2 separate regions of the Ovis aries genome follow, and region 2 is linked to region 1. A link is a contact called in public Hi-C data. All regions are on one chromosome and are shown on one strand. The core of a region is the stretch at or near the end of the contact, and the rest is flanking DNA. Distances in the headings are between cores, read along the strand shown.

Region 1 (6,489 bases), core at 2,392-4,891:
TGCAGGAGACCTGGGTTCGATCCCTTGATCAGGGAGATCCTCTGGAGTAGGAAATGGCAACCCACTCCAGTATTCTTGCCTGGAAAATCCCATAGACAGAGGAGTCTGGTTGCCTACAGTCCACAGGGTCTCAAAGAGTCGGATATGACTGAGTGACTGAGAATGCACAACACACACAAAAATCAACTCAAAATGAATTAAAGACTTAAATGTAATTAACACTTGTAGAAGAAAATATAGGGGAAAAACTCCATGACATTTGTCTTGACAATGATTTTATGGATATGATACCAAAAGTGTAAGTAACGAAAGCAAAAATGAACAGGTTGGACTATATCAAACTTAAAGGTTTCCGCATATCAGAAAAAACAACAGAGTGGAAAAGCAATCTAAGGATTGGGAGAAAATATTTGCAAGCTATATATCTCATAAGGGGCTATGCTCCAAAATATATAATGAATTTCCACAACTCCATATTTGGGGGGAGGGGAAGCAATTCAGTTCAGTTCAGTCACTCAGTCATGTCCGACTCTTTGCGACCCCATGAATTGCAGCACGCCAGGCCTCCCTGTCCATCACCAACTCCCGGAGTTCACTCAGATTCATGTCCATCGAGTCAGTGATGCCATCCAGCCATCTCATCCTCTGCCGTCCCCTTCTCCTCCTGCCCCCAATCCCTCCCAGCATCAAAGTCCTTTCCAATGAGTCAACTCTTCGCATGAGGTGGCCAAAGTACAGGAGTTTCAGCTTTAGCATCATTCCTTCCAAAGAACACCCAGGGCTGATCTCCTTCAGAATGGACTGGTTGGATCTCCTTGCAGTCCAGGGGGCTCTCAAGAGTCTTCTCCAACACCACAGTTCAAAAGCATCAGTTCTTCATCACTCAGCCTTCTTCACAGTTCAACTCTCACATCCATACATGACCACAGGAAAAAGCATAGCCTTGACTAGACGGACCTTAGTTGGCAAAGTAATGTGTCTGCTTTTGAATATACTATCTAGGTTGATCATAGCTTTCCTTCCAAGGAGTAAGTGTCTTTTAATTTCATGGCTGCAGTCACCATCTGCAGTGATTTTGGAGACCCCAAAAATAAAGTCTGACACTGTTTCCACTGTTTCCCCATCTATTTCCCATGAAGTGATGGGACCGGATGCCATGATGTGTGTTTTCTGAATGTTGAGCTTTAAGCCAACTTTTTCACTCTCCTCTTTCACTTTCATCAAGAGGCTTTTGAGTTCCTCTTCACTTTCTGCCATAAGGGTGGTGTCATCTGCATATCTGAGGTTATTGATATTTCTCCCGGCAATCTTGATTCCAGCTTGTGTTTCTTCCAATCCAGCGTTTCTCATGATGTACTCTGCATAGTAGTTAAATAAGCAGGGGGACAATATACAGCCTTGACATACTCCTTTTCCTGTTTGGAACCAGTCTGTTGTTCCATGTCCAGTTCTAACTGTTGCTTCCTGATGTGCATACAGATTTTTCAAGAGGCAGGTCAGGTGGTCTGATATTCCCATGTCTCTCAGAATTTTCCACAGTTTATTGTGATCCACACAGTCAAAGGCTTTGGCATAGACATTTCTCAAAGACACACAAATGGCAAACAAATATATGAAAAGATATTCAACATTAGGTAAATGCAAATCAAACCCACAATATCACCTCAAACATGTTAGAATGGCTATGAACAGCAACAACAACAAAACCCCAAAAGACAGCATGTGTTTGCAAGAATGAGAAGAAAGTGGAACCCTTGTATACTGGTGCAACTGCTAAGGAAAACAGTAGGGAAGTTATTCCAAAAATTAAAAAATAGAACTACCATATGATCCCCTGATTCCACTTCTCAGTACTTTTCCAAAAGAATTGCAGAAATATTAGCACTGCCATGATCACTGCAGCACTATTTGAAACAGGCAGGACGTGGAAAGCACTTAAATGCCCATCAACAGATGAATGACTAAAGAAAATGTGTATATATATATATATATATATATATATACACACATACACACAATGGAATATTATTCAGACTTAAAAAAAGAAGGAAATTCTGCAATATGTGGCAACATAGATGAACTTTTAGAACATTAAGTGAAATAAACCAGTCACAGAAGGACATATACTACTACATGGTTCCTCTTAGTTGAGAAACCTGAAATAGTCAAAATCCTACAAGCAGAGAATAGAACCGTTGTTGCCTGGGGCAGAGGGTAAGGGAAATGAGGAGTTGCTAATCAGTGGGTATCAGGTTTCAGTTATGCAGGATGAATAAATTCTAGACAACTGCTATACAATCTGCCAGGGAATTAAACAACCTTTCCTTGAATGCTAACAATCATGTAAGTTCACTGCTGTGTGGTGTGCTTAGTCGCTCAGTCGTGTCCAACTCTTTTGCGACCCTATGGATAGCAAGCAGCCCTCCAGGCTCCTCTGTCCATGGGGATTCTCGAGACAAGACTACTGGAGTGGGTTGCCCTTCCCTCCTCGAGGATATTTTCCAAACCCAGGGAGCGAATCCAGGTCTTCCGCATTGCAGGCGGATTCTTAACTGTCATAACCACCAGGGAAGCCCAAGAATACTGGAGTGGGTAGCCTATCCCTTCTCCAGGAGATCTTCCCTGCCCAGGAACCAAACCATGGTCTCCTGTGTTGCAGGAGGATTCTTTACCAGCGGACATACCAGGGAAGCCCACTAGTAAGTTCACTAGTTTCGTCAAAAGGAAATAGTGTGTTCTGGTTCTGTTTCTGGTTTTGCTCCAATGTTTGGGTTTCCTCCGCCCGCCCAAGGCAAACCGATTCCTCTGGAGAGCGAAACCCAAGGCTCTGCTGCTCAGCCTGACTGACTGGTTTGGAATGGTGAAAAGCAGAGCAGAATCCATTTACAAGGTTTCTCAGTAGGGTGCTGAGCTGGAACAGATCCCTCCTTGTCCCTCACATTTGTTTTGCAAGAAAGCTTTAGCTTCCTGGGCCTTATAAGTTCACATACATGCGGTATTCTCACTCAGAATCTAACGTCACTCTTTCAAGCCTCAGCCATGGATTTTTTAAAACTTTTGAGGTACATTTGTTCACCTTTTTGTTGGAGAAACACGGAAGTGAAGCAAAGCGAATTCCACTTCGCGCAAAGAACGTGATCTCCCAAGGCCTAACCAGAGCACGTAGAGACATCATTTCTCAATCGAGGGGTAAGTTCATAGTTCTGACATTCACATCCGGGGTTACGCTACACAATCTGACAGGAGCACGTTAATTTCATGCTGTGAGAGGATGAACTACCCAGAAGAAGATTTATAAGGAGGACTAAAGTATTTCTTGGCTTCAGATTAGGAAACTACGGATTTTGGTGGCGGGAGGGCGTTGTTTTGTCCTTGGCGAAATGGGAAGAGGCCTTGCAGCACCAAAAAGGAAAACTCAACCGAGGCTGTGTGTCAGCCCGGGAGCAGCAGGGGGCGGGAGACGCTTGACTCTCCGCTGCGCTTTTCTCCTTTCACGTGACCCGTCCCTCCGCCTCGCTGGCTGCTTCCGGTCGGGGCAACACCCGGAAGTCGAGGGGAGGGAGGGTTGGGTCAAAGCGGCGGCCTGGCGGCGTGGGGGTGGAGCAAGAGAAGCAGCAGAGGGAGGAGTTGGGGCTGCCGCCGCAATCGCGGTGATCTCCGCTGCCGTCGCCATCGCCGGTGGGGCTGCCGTGACTTCTGCCGGAGTGTGAGATCGGAGTCCACGCGTGTGGGTTTGTTGCCGCCACCGGCTGCGTAGCTCCGGAGGTTTAACCATAGGACAGAAAAAAATACAGGTAAGTCCTATATGAATCCACTTCTATTGGAGGGGTATTCTGTACTGTCTGTACTACTGAGTGGAACAAGAATATCATTTTAATATGAGGGTGTTTCCAAACTCTCTCTGCTTCACAAGTCAGGTATTTACTGCAGTCTTGTTTTACGTCCCCCTAGCAGAGCACAGAGGAGGGGAGATTAGGTCCTGACCCCCTGTCGCTTTCTTGTTCCCTCCTGAGGAAGTGTCCTGGTCGTCCATGGCCCATGTTACCTAATTAATTGATGGTACAAGGTCTGTGAACTGTATTGAAAGTCACATGGACTGATCACCGTTAATGAAATAATGTAAAGAAATTATATATCTTGCTTCTTGTCTCGTTCTGGGAGTATGCACTAAAGTGCGAGAACACTTTTGTTTCCATTTCATTTTGTTCGTTCTTCCCCCTTCCCAGTAAAGCTACCCTCTGTCCTTATTGTACTCTGTGGCATCTTTGTCTTTGACACTTTTTGTTGTGTATGTTGAGGTTTATCCTAAGCACTAGCAACTCTTCTATCGTTTTGCAAGCCCTTTTTTTCCCCAGCATCTGATATTTGTTTTAATTACAGCCTCTTCATCTACAGTAGTATGACTTTGTATTGAGAATATGTGCAGAACATTGAATTAGGTAGTATTGAGGTGTGGGGTGTGGTAGGGGTATACATAAGAAACAGGACAAAGTCCCTGGCCTTAAGAGCGTTTACATTCAATTTGAGTTCAAAAAGAGCAAGCAAAAATAACCCCAACATACCACAAGCTTTACTTCTGTGAGAGATCTAAGGCAACATATTCTTTCTTATAAATTCTTCATTATAACTGCTTTTATCTACATATTTTAAAATGCATGGCAAACTTTCATCTAGACTTTTGACACCCCAGCGAGTGAAAATAATTTTCTCTTGCCAGTTGGGAAAGTAAATTGTGAGGAGAGATTTGTCTGTCACGATACAGGCATTGGCATAAATGAGAAAGATATTTGGGGGTTTTGTCTCAAAAGTCCTTCTACTCATCTTTATTTAAGGGAAGTTCACCTTTTAAAGGTTTTACAGTTTTGCTTTTAAACAAATCTTTCTTAGGATATAAATCACAATGAGGGTGCAGGGTGAGAGAGAAACAGATGACAGTTGGCCTATTTCAGTTCAGTCTGTTACCCCAGCAACCATGTGTTTCATTTAGATCTCAGTCTTCAGGTGGCTTTCATATCACTTGTTTACTTAATTGCTGAGATAGTATGGCAGAAATAGTGTCACAATACTTTTCGAATGTGTTGCATTAAAGTGAAAGGGTAAGGTGTTTCTGGTTTCACAAATATGTTCCAACACTATTAGAAAATTGATTTAATCATCTTTGTGGGCTCAAATGTGTTGATATTGGTAGATTACATCAGTTTTCACCGATACTTCTATCTTTGAAGGAAATGAATATAAAGTAAGCTGTGCTTTGTCCCATGTTGCCCATTTATATTTAGAATTATACAACTATGGCTGAAGGATTGAATTTTTTAACCTATTTTTTCTTTATAGTTTTCTAGTGTAGACACTCAGTTTTCTAGATCTATAATCAGGAGATTTCTCCAGACCTGTAATCAGGAGAGCATTTTAACAATTTACTAATTGGAATAAATGGGTTATTCCACATCTTACGGAAATTATTTACCTTAGTTAATTTTGTTTCTAAACTGTTAAAGTTTTTTGTTTGATATTGTAATTGCTCCCGATCTGCTTGTGGATTTGATGTCACAACCAAAGTAGATAGGGAGGGAATAATACTGGAATTACTTCTTTCCCCTGATCCCACCTGAGTTTGGAGAACACTGTATATTTCTTGGAAATGTGGAGAAAATTGTTTCCCAACTCCTAAATGTTTACTTGAAGCATGCTACCTGCCACTCAGGAGAAAAGGGCATTAAGAGGGCTTCTGTTAAGACCTAAAACACTATCAACAAACGCAGAAGAATGGAAAGGAAGAATTTCACAGTGGAGAGCCCGCTGAACAAAATTGTCAGGCGTATTTAGGATAAATTTGTAGCTGATCTCTAGGGTCATTAGGATACTACAAGTTGATATTGAGCTAACAAAAGCTTAGAGAGCTTAGTTCTTAAAGAGTTCAACATGTAATTTCCTTTCTTGATCCTTTCACTTAAAATGGTAGGGAGAAAAGGTGTCTGACTTTTTTGGTAATGATAAAATTATTTGGTCTAAGAATTCTAATTGAACTACTAATCATTAATATAATAGTATTAAAATAGAAAGTATAGTGTATTGATAATTGGTAAGTAGATTAATAATATTATTTAAACAGTAATATTAATATTAAATTGTTTGTATACAGCTAATTTCCTTTTGACCAATAAATGCTTTCTCTTATTTTACTATAACATTTTACTGTTAGTTCTTAATATCAATTTTTAGTCCAGATTTATAGCCATAGTATCTTGGTAATAATTACTTATCATAACTGTACCTTTCTTTTACATATTAGCAATCAACTTGGTGTCGTATGTCATTAAGTATTGTCCATCTAAAGCAAGGTATTTTATCTTGCTCATCTGTTTCTAATTAGGTAACAATAGGATTTATTTTAGTCATAAAAACCTTTGTAACCTTCAGATTGTTTTAAAGCCTTAAATTCATTGTATGATGATAGATAAAGGAATAAATTAATATTTGACCTTGAGT
Region 2 (6,489 bases), core at 2,132-4,631, 250 kb after region 1:
TCTAGCAGGAAGTAGCCAGAGAGATATGACGCCCTTCTCCCCATTTTTTTTTATGATTTCAGGGTCTGGAATAAAGGAGTCTTTGGGGCCTAGGAAAGAAAACAACAGTTTCAAAGGCCCTTGCTGAATCATCTAACTTCGGAGAAAACAAAACAGAACTTTAGGTCCCGCCCTGATGCTCCAGGCCGGTTCTATCTATCTGGGACTTATCACCCCTGTCCAGAAACCTTCCACCCCCTACACCTGCCCAGAAGACTTATCACCCCCTGCCCAACTACAAATGCCATCTCAACTAAAGAATACCCAAAACATCCTGCCTGATTAACGTTTCCCTTATCGCTTCCACAAACCTCCTTATAAATATGGAGCCTCCCTAATCCCTCTCCGTGCTCAGCCTGGTCGTTAGGCCGACTGTCGTCGCCCCTCCTTGCCTGAATAAAGGTAACATACTTCTGTTGAGGTTGTCAGGGCGGTGGCTACAGACAAGGAAGGGAAAAGCCCTCGAAAATGAAACAAAAGAAGGTCCGAGGACAACCGGAGTGAGGACCTCAGGTAAAACAAACAACACTCCTGGCTGGCCCAATTTACATAGGACAGGCCCAGGGAGAAATAAACATATAAATAGAGGAGCCAGAGCCAGCTCTCTCTCTCTCCTGCATGCTGGGGCACTCTTCTCCTCGTGTCTTTAGATCGACGTACCCTCTCGCCTCAAAGATGGATTTTCCTGCTATCTTCTAAATAAAATAGAGCTGTAACACTGAGCTGTAATACTGATTTGTCTAAGAGCTATAACACGGTCCATTTGAGACCTGAGAGCTATAACACGGTCTATCCAAGACCTGAGAGCTGTGGCTCGCCAAGGGGGCTTTAACGTCCGTCACTCCAAATCTTTGTTGTGACGAGACAAAAAACCGAGGAACATACACTCGCGTGACAAGGTTGTCTTTCCTCTTTCTGCTTCGGCCCGAACTATACCTTACATCTAGGGTGAATACCTGGGAGTGGGATTGCTGGGTCATATGCTAAGTATAGGTTTAATTTGATAAGAAACTGCCACACTGTTTCCTAGAGTGGCTGTACCATTTTATTATTATTATTATTATTTTACAATATTGTATTGGTTTTGCCATACATCAACATGAATCTGCCACAGGTATACACGTGTTCCCCATCCTGAACCCCCCTCCCACCTCCCTCCTCGTACCATCCCTCTGGGTCATCCCAGTGCACCAGCCCCAAGCATCCTGTATCCTGCATCAAACCTGGACTGGCGATTCATTTCTTATATGATATTATACACGTTTCAATGCCATTCTCCCAAATCATCCCACCCTCTCCCTCTCCCACAGAGTTCAAAAGACTGTTCTATACATCTATGTCTCTTTTGCATTTCTACCAGCAAGGTAGGAGAGTTCCAGTGGCCCTCCATCCTTGTCAACACTTGGTATTATTATTTTTATTTTAGCCACTTTAATAGATACAAAGTTGCATCTCATTGTGGTTTTAATTTGCATTTCCCTAATAGCAAATGATATTAAACATTTTCTTATGTGCTAATTTGTTATCTGTATATTGTATTTAGGGAAGTGTCCATGAACACAGGAGCCTGGTGGGCTACAGTTCATGGGGTTGCAAAGAGTTGGACAGACTGAGCAACTGAGCATGCACACACCAAATCCTTTGACCATTTAAAAAAATTGTTTGTTTTCTTAACATTGAGTTTTGAGAGTTCTTTATATACCACGAATTCAAGGTAACAGTGGTCGCAACAAATAGCTTCTCATAGCTCTTTAGGATAAAAATCACATCTTTATCATGTTTGTTAAGTCCACGGGATCTGGTCTCCCCTTGCCTTGCCTCATGAGTATAATTTTAGACCTCTCTTCCTTCAACTCTATTTTCCAGCAACGTTGGACTTTTTATGTTGTCTCATGCTCTTTCCCATTTTAGGACTTTGCATATTTGATGGTCCTTCAAATCTGTAGTGGAAAAAGCTTCCTATCTTTTTTCAGTTTCCGTGTTCTTATCTGTAAAACAGAGATAATAACAGTACCTACTTCAGAAAGCTATTGTGAGGAGTAAATGGGTCAGGTATGTTCAATCCTTAGTACAGTGTCTGGCATAGAGCAGGTGCTCAATAATTGGGAACTGTTATTAAATTCAGCCTGTCAGATTATATGCTTGTTTTAGTTTCTTTGCTGATACCCTTGGTTGCTATTCTATCTTATGCAAAAGGAATTGCTTCCCAGGTGGAGTGAAATGAGTGCTAAACCTATGCAGAGCTGATAACCAGGAGGCCAGCAGGCTCATCTGGGTCTCAAATTCAGACTCAGTTAGAAATAACTCCATGGAGATTTCCCAAATATGCATTGACAGGATTGAAAGAAATGCATGCTTATAACTTTGAACTTGTGTCTCAGTACCAGTGCACTATGAATTAACATTTCCTACATCTTACCCAGATCTTGAGTGCCATGTGGAAAATTTTTATGTTTCTGACTCGGATTATTTCATTCCAGCCAACTCTGTAAGTATGTTGGACCTGAGTGCCTGGTCCTGAGCAGTGGTATCTGTACTATACTATAGTTAGGTGTATGAACTCTACATCTTAACTGTCTAGGTTTGAATCCACCATTTACAAGACCTGAAACCCTAAGCAACCTCTTTGTGCATTAGTTCATTCATTTGTAAAATAAGGATTGAGAGTTTGTGAGCAAAAAATGTTCTATGTGTTTGCCATTAGCTTTGCGTTGTAATCAGATCATTACACTTATTACAAAAAAAGGTAAGCAGGGGAGAAAGGGAGAAGCAGGGCCTTTCCCAACTTCTGAAAGGTCTCAATTCTTAAAGGCACTTAGCAGTCTTATGGAGAATTCCTTTTGGGGGAGCCAGGAAAACAGAAAATTTCCACAAGGAGGTGTCATTTGCATCTATCCTGAATAGGGTTGCCGGGAATTCCATGGGGTGTGGGGTGACGTTTTCCCCCAGGGTGCTGTGGGTTTGCGGGGCTCTGCAGCTGCCCTCGGTGTGGCCGCAGGAACCCGAGCCGTGTCTGCCCCTCGGCGCCAACCGGCTTCCGATCCCGTTGCCGGCTGGCTCCGCGGCACCGCTTCCGGCCTCTCGTCACGAAGGTTTCCAGCCGCTTGCTGCGTGCTGGACGTGACTGGCGGCAGCTGCACGTCCCACAATCGCGCTCGCTGACTGACAGCGCCTCGGTGCAATGGCAGCCAGCTGGCGCCTTCGGGCCGCGTTCTAGAGCGGCCACTGGGCGCCGAGAGCAGGGCGCAGCGGCCGGAAAGGGGCGGGGCGGGAGGAGTGGCGACCGGGCCCGCGAGGTGCTAGGCGTTTTCCACGCGTTCGGACGCTGAGTCGGTCTCATTCTCTGCCGGTGTCTCATCCCCTGGCCTCTCGCTGCAGCTGAATTGCCAAGATGTCGCTTTCTAACAAGCTGACTCTGGACAAGCTGGATGTGAAGGGGAAGCGGGTCGTCATGAGGTAATCCTTGGGGTTCTCCCGCAGTCTCTCCGGCCGGGGCCGACTTCTTTTCCTCCTGCCTCAAGTGACCTTTAGCCCTACTCTCGGCCCCAAGGGCTCTAGCCCAGCAGGGCGAGGCTGGCTACCATTGTGGCTGGAGTTTTGCCCGGGTTTAACGGTTTCTGACCTCATTTCCCCAGCCCAGAAACTGAGCCGAATTTGCTCTTTGCAGGGGTGGATCCTCCATGGGAGGGTCAGATTGCGGGGATCCATTTTGCCCTCTTCTTATTTCTGAAGGGCAGTTCCGTCGCCTCCAGTTCTCAGTTGGTGAGGTGGGACCTGATGCCTGCAGATCCCTAGGCCTCCAGTGAAGGGACCTTGAAAGGTCCTTTGGATAGTTTTCCTTCCTCCACCATCCTAGACCACCCAGACAAATGAGAAACGACCCACATTTCTAAGGTCCCTGCCCAAAGGGGTATCTTTCCCAGAGGATGTTGATTTCGTTGTTCAGGAGTAGAATCCACTAAAGCGTTGAGGGTAGGAGGGTGAGATAGGGTGGGGCGCACTGAAGGAGGCCCTGCAGAGCTTATGTAACAGGCCTCTGCCGCCCTGTAGTGTCTTTAGACTACAGGCCTTGGGTTTTGCATCAGGATTGTGACACATACTGGGTAATGGTGGAGCAGGGTGTGGCTGCTCATTCTTGATGTTCTCTAAACTCACTCCCAGAGGTGGCTAGAGAAGCAGGATATTAGACTATTAGAAGTGGGGAAGGCTAGCCACCTGCCTTGGGGTCTCTTACTACAAACATGTGGATCCCTGGCCACATGGCTTCTCCCTTGTTTGCCAAAATTACTAGTATGATGTATGGAGTATTTACATTTCTCCTTTTTGTAACGTGTACATTCGTGTATGCCAGGAGCTAATTGTGGGAATTCAGTTAGGTATGTAACTGACTTGACCTCGATAGGATCCAAGGGTGGTGCTTTTGCCAGCATAAGGGCTTGACAGCATTGGGTAGTCTTGTCCTTTTAGGGAAGTGGTTGATTGATGGGCAGGCATGTGAACGATGTGATCCTTTCCCAATTTGGGCTGGTTCAAGAGAGGGCAACTTTTCTATATTAACGGTTTCAGAAAGCACTGGGGGATCTCCCTTTGCTTAAGGCTTAAACTAGGTAGGTGCTGTGAATTGGTGTACTTTGTGGATGCCCAAAAGTTAATGTAGCTCTCCCCTTCCCTCTAATTTCATTATGGCCACTATTAGTTTACAAGTGGCCTTCTCCGCCCTGCTATGGCAATAATCAGAAGAACCCAATGGCTTATGGCCATGAGAAACACCTGGTGTCCCCTTTTGCTAAATCACCTAGTCCTTTGCAATCTGAACAGAGTAGGAATCACAGCCATCCTAGTATTAGGTAATGGCCCTGTCTGTCCCTCAGATGCTTTTAAGAAAGATGGAAAGACCTTATGAAAAACAGGACAAGTGGACAGTGGCGTGCAGCTAGATCTTGGCTGCTAAGTCACTTCAGTTGTGTCCGACTCTGCGACCCCATAGACGGCAGCCCACTAGGCTTCCCCGTCCCTGGGATTCTTCAGGCAAGAACACTGGAGTGGGTTGCTATTTCCTTCTCCAAGGCATGAAAGTGAAAAGTGAAAGTGAAGTCGCTCAGTCGTATCTGACTCTGTGACCCCATGGACCGCAGCCTACCAGGCTCCTCCATCCATGGGATTTTCCAGGCAAGAGTACTGGAGTGGGGTGCCATTGCCTTCTCCAATATCTTAGAGAACCTCCTACAATTGCAGTCTGGGGCTTTATCTCCTCTTTTCCCAGGTTTGAGGAATTATCTGAGCTGGCTGAGAGTGAGACTGGAGGAGGTGCTTATCTTTTCTCCCTCTGGACCTAATCTGAAATATGTTTCTGCCCCAGGGCTCAAAGTTTCATTTAACACAGATTAACTGTAAGCCTTGAAATGATTGGCTAGTCCTGTTTTGCTGGTGGAAAATGACCTAATCAAGGTCACTGAACTAGCAAGTTGGTGGCAGAACCAGAACTAGAATCTGGGTCTCCTTGGCTTCCAACCAGATCCTCTAAATTCTTGGATGTAGTGAACAAGGACAGGTTAAAATAGACCTTTTGTCGGCTGAAGGTTGCAGTCAATAATTTCCTCCTGTAATCTGGATAAATTCTATTTATCTGATTTGAGGACCAGAAGTTGCTTTTTTCCCCAGATTATTAATGTAGCTCTTGAACATTGTAGGATTGCTTTTTGCAAGAGTCTAGGTAGCCTTGCATGTCAGCTCAAATTTCCTTTTGTTTTAATGCCTTTATGTAGTGGTTGCTGGCAGTGTTCCGGAAGTGGAGCCTCCAGAGTAGTGGCTGCTTCACTAGCCTCCTTTCTTTGTCTTGCAAAAGGGAGCTGTGATGTTTAGGGCCCCTGCTTTGAACTGCCAAGGGAAATTGACTGATTTGTTGAGGGAACTTCCTGATAGCCAGAAATTTCTGACTGGATAATTACCAGGTTGTACCTCAGTTTTTTAGGATTCCATTTGACTTTATAGACCTTGAGTAAATTTCCTGTTTAATTTTGTTGTGTCATTTCCTTTCTTCCTCTCATAGGTTGCCAGTCATACTCCTTTGCCGACTGGTGAAGCACTTCCCTTTTGCTTGCTCTCCCTCCTCCATTTTTTAAAAACCTCACAGTTTTTCTCTAACCTGTTGTAACTTGTTAAGCAACAGCTACAAGTTGGTGTAGTGGAAGAAGAAACAGGGAGGAAAAACAGCAGAGAAGAAAAAAAGTCTGTGAGAGAGTCAGTTAGTTATTAGTTGCTCAGTCGGGTCCAACTCTTTGCGACCATGTGGTCTCCCACGAGGCTTCTCTGTCCATGGAATTCTCCAGACAGGAATACTGGAGTGGGTTGCCATTTCCTGCTCCTGGGGATCTTCCTGACCCAGGGATTGAACCTGGGTCTCCTGCATTGCAGGCAGATTCTTTACTGTCTGAACCACCAGGGAAGCCC

What was found. A called contact is a pair of places that touch in the nucleus more often than the background predicts.
Region 2: a Hi-C map of skin fibroblasts shows a contact between it and region 1, with 3 times the contacts expected there. The contact joins the promoter of PGK1 here to the promoter of ATP7A in region 1. A contact is called at or near these places in 2 of 16 Hi-C or Micro-C datasets (blood and skin fibroblasts).

What each region holds. Positions count from the first base shown.
Region 1 is chrX:68,949,715-68,956,203 of ARS-UI_Ramb_v3.0, forward strand. ATP7A (ATPase copper transporting alpha) reads left to right here and starts at 3,642. Exons shown (of 23, transcript XM_004022208.6): 1 at 3,642-3,794.
Region 2 is chrX:69,204,449-69,210,937 of ARS-UI_Ramb_v3.0, forward strand. PGK1 (phosphoglycerate kinase 1) reads left to right here and starts at 3,382. Exons shown (of 11, transcript NM_001142516.1): 1 at 3,382-3,495. The coding sequence starts at 3,431.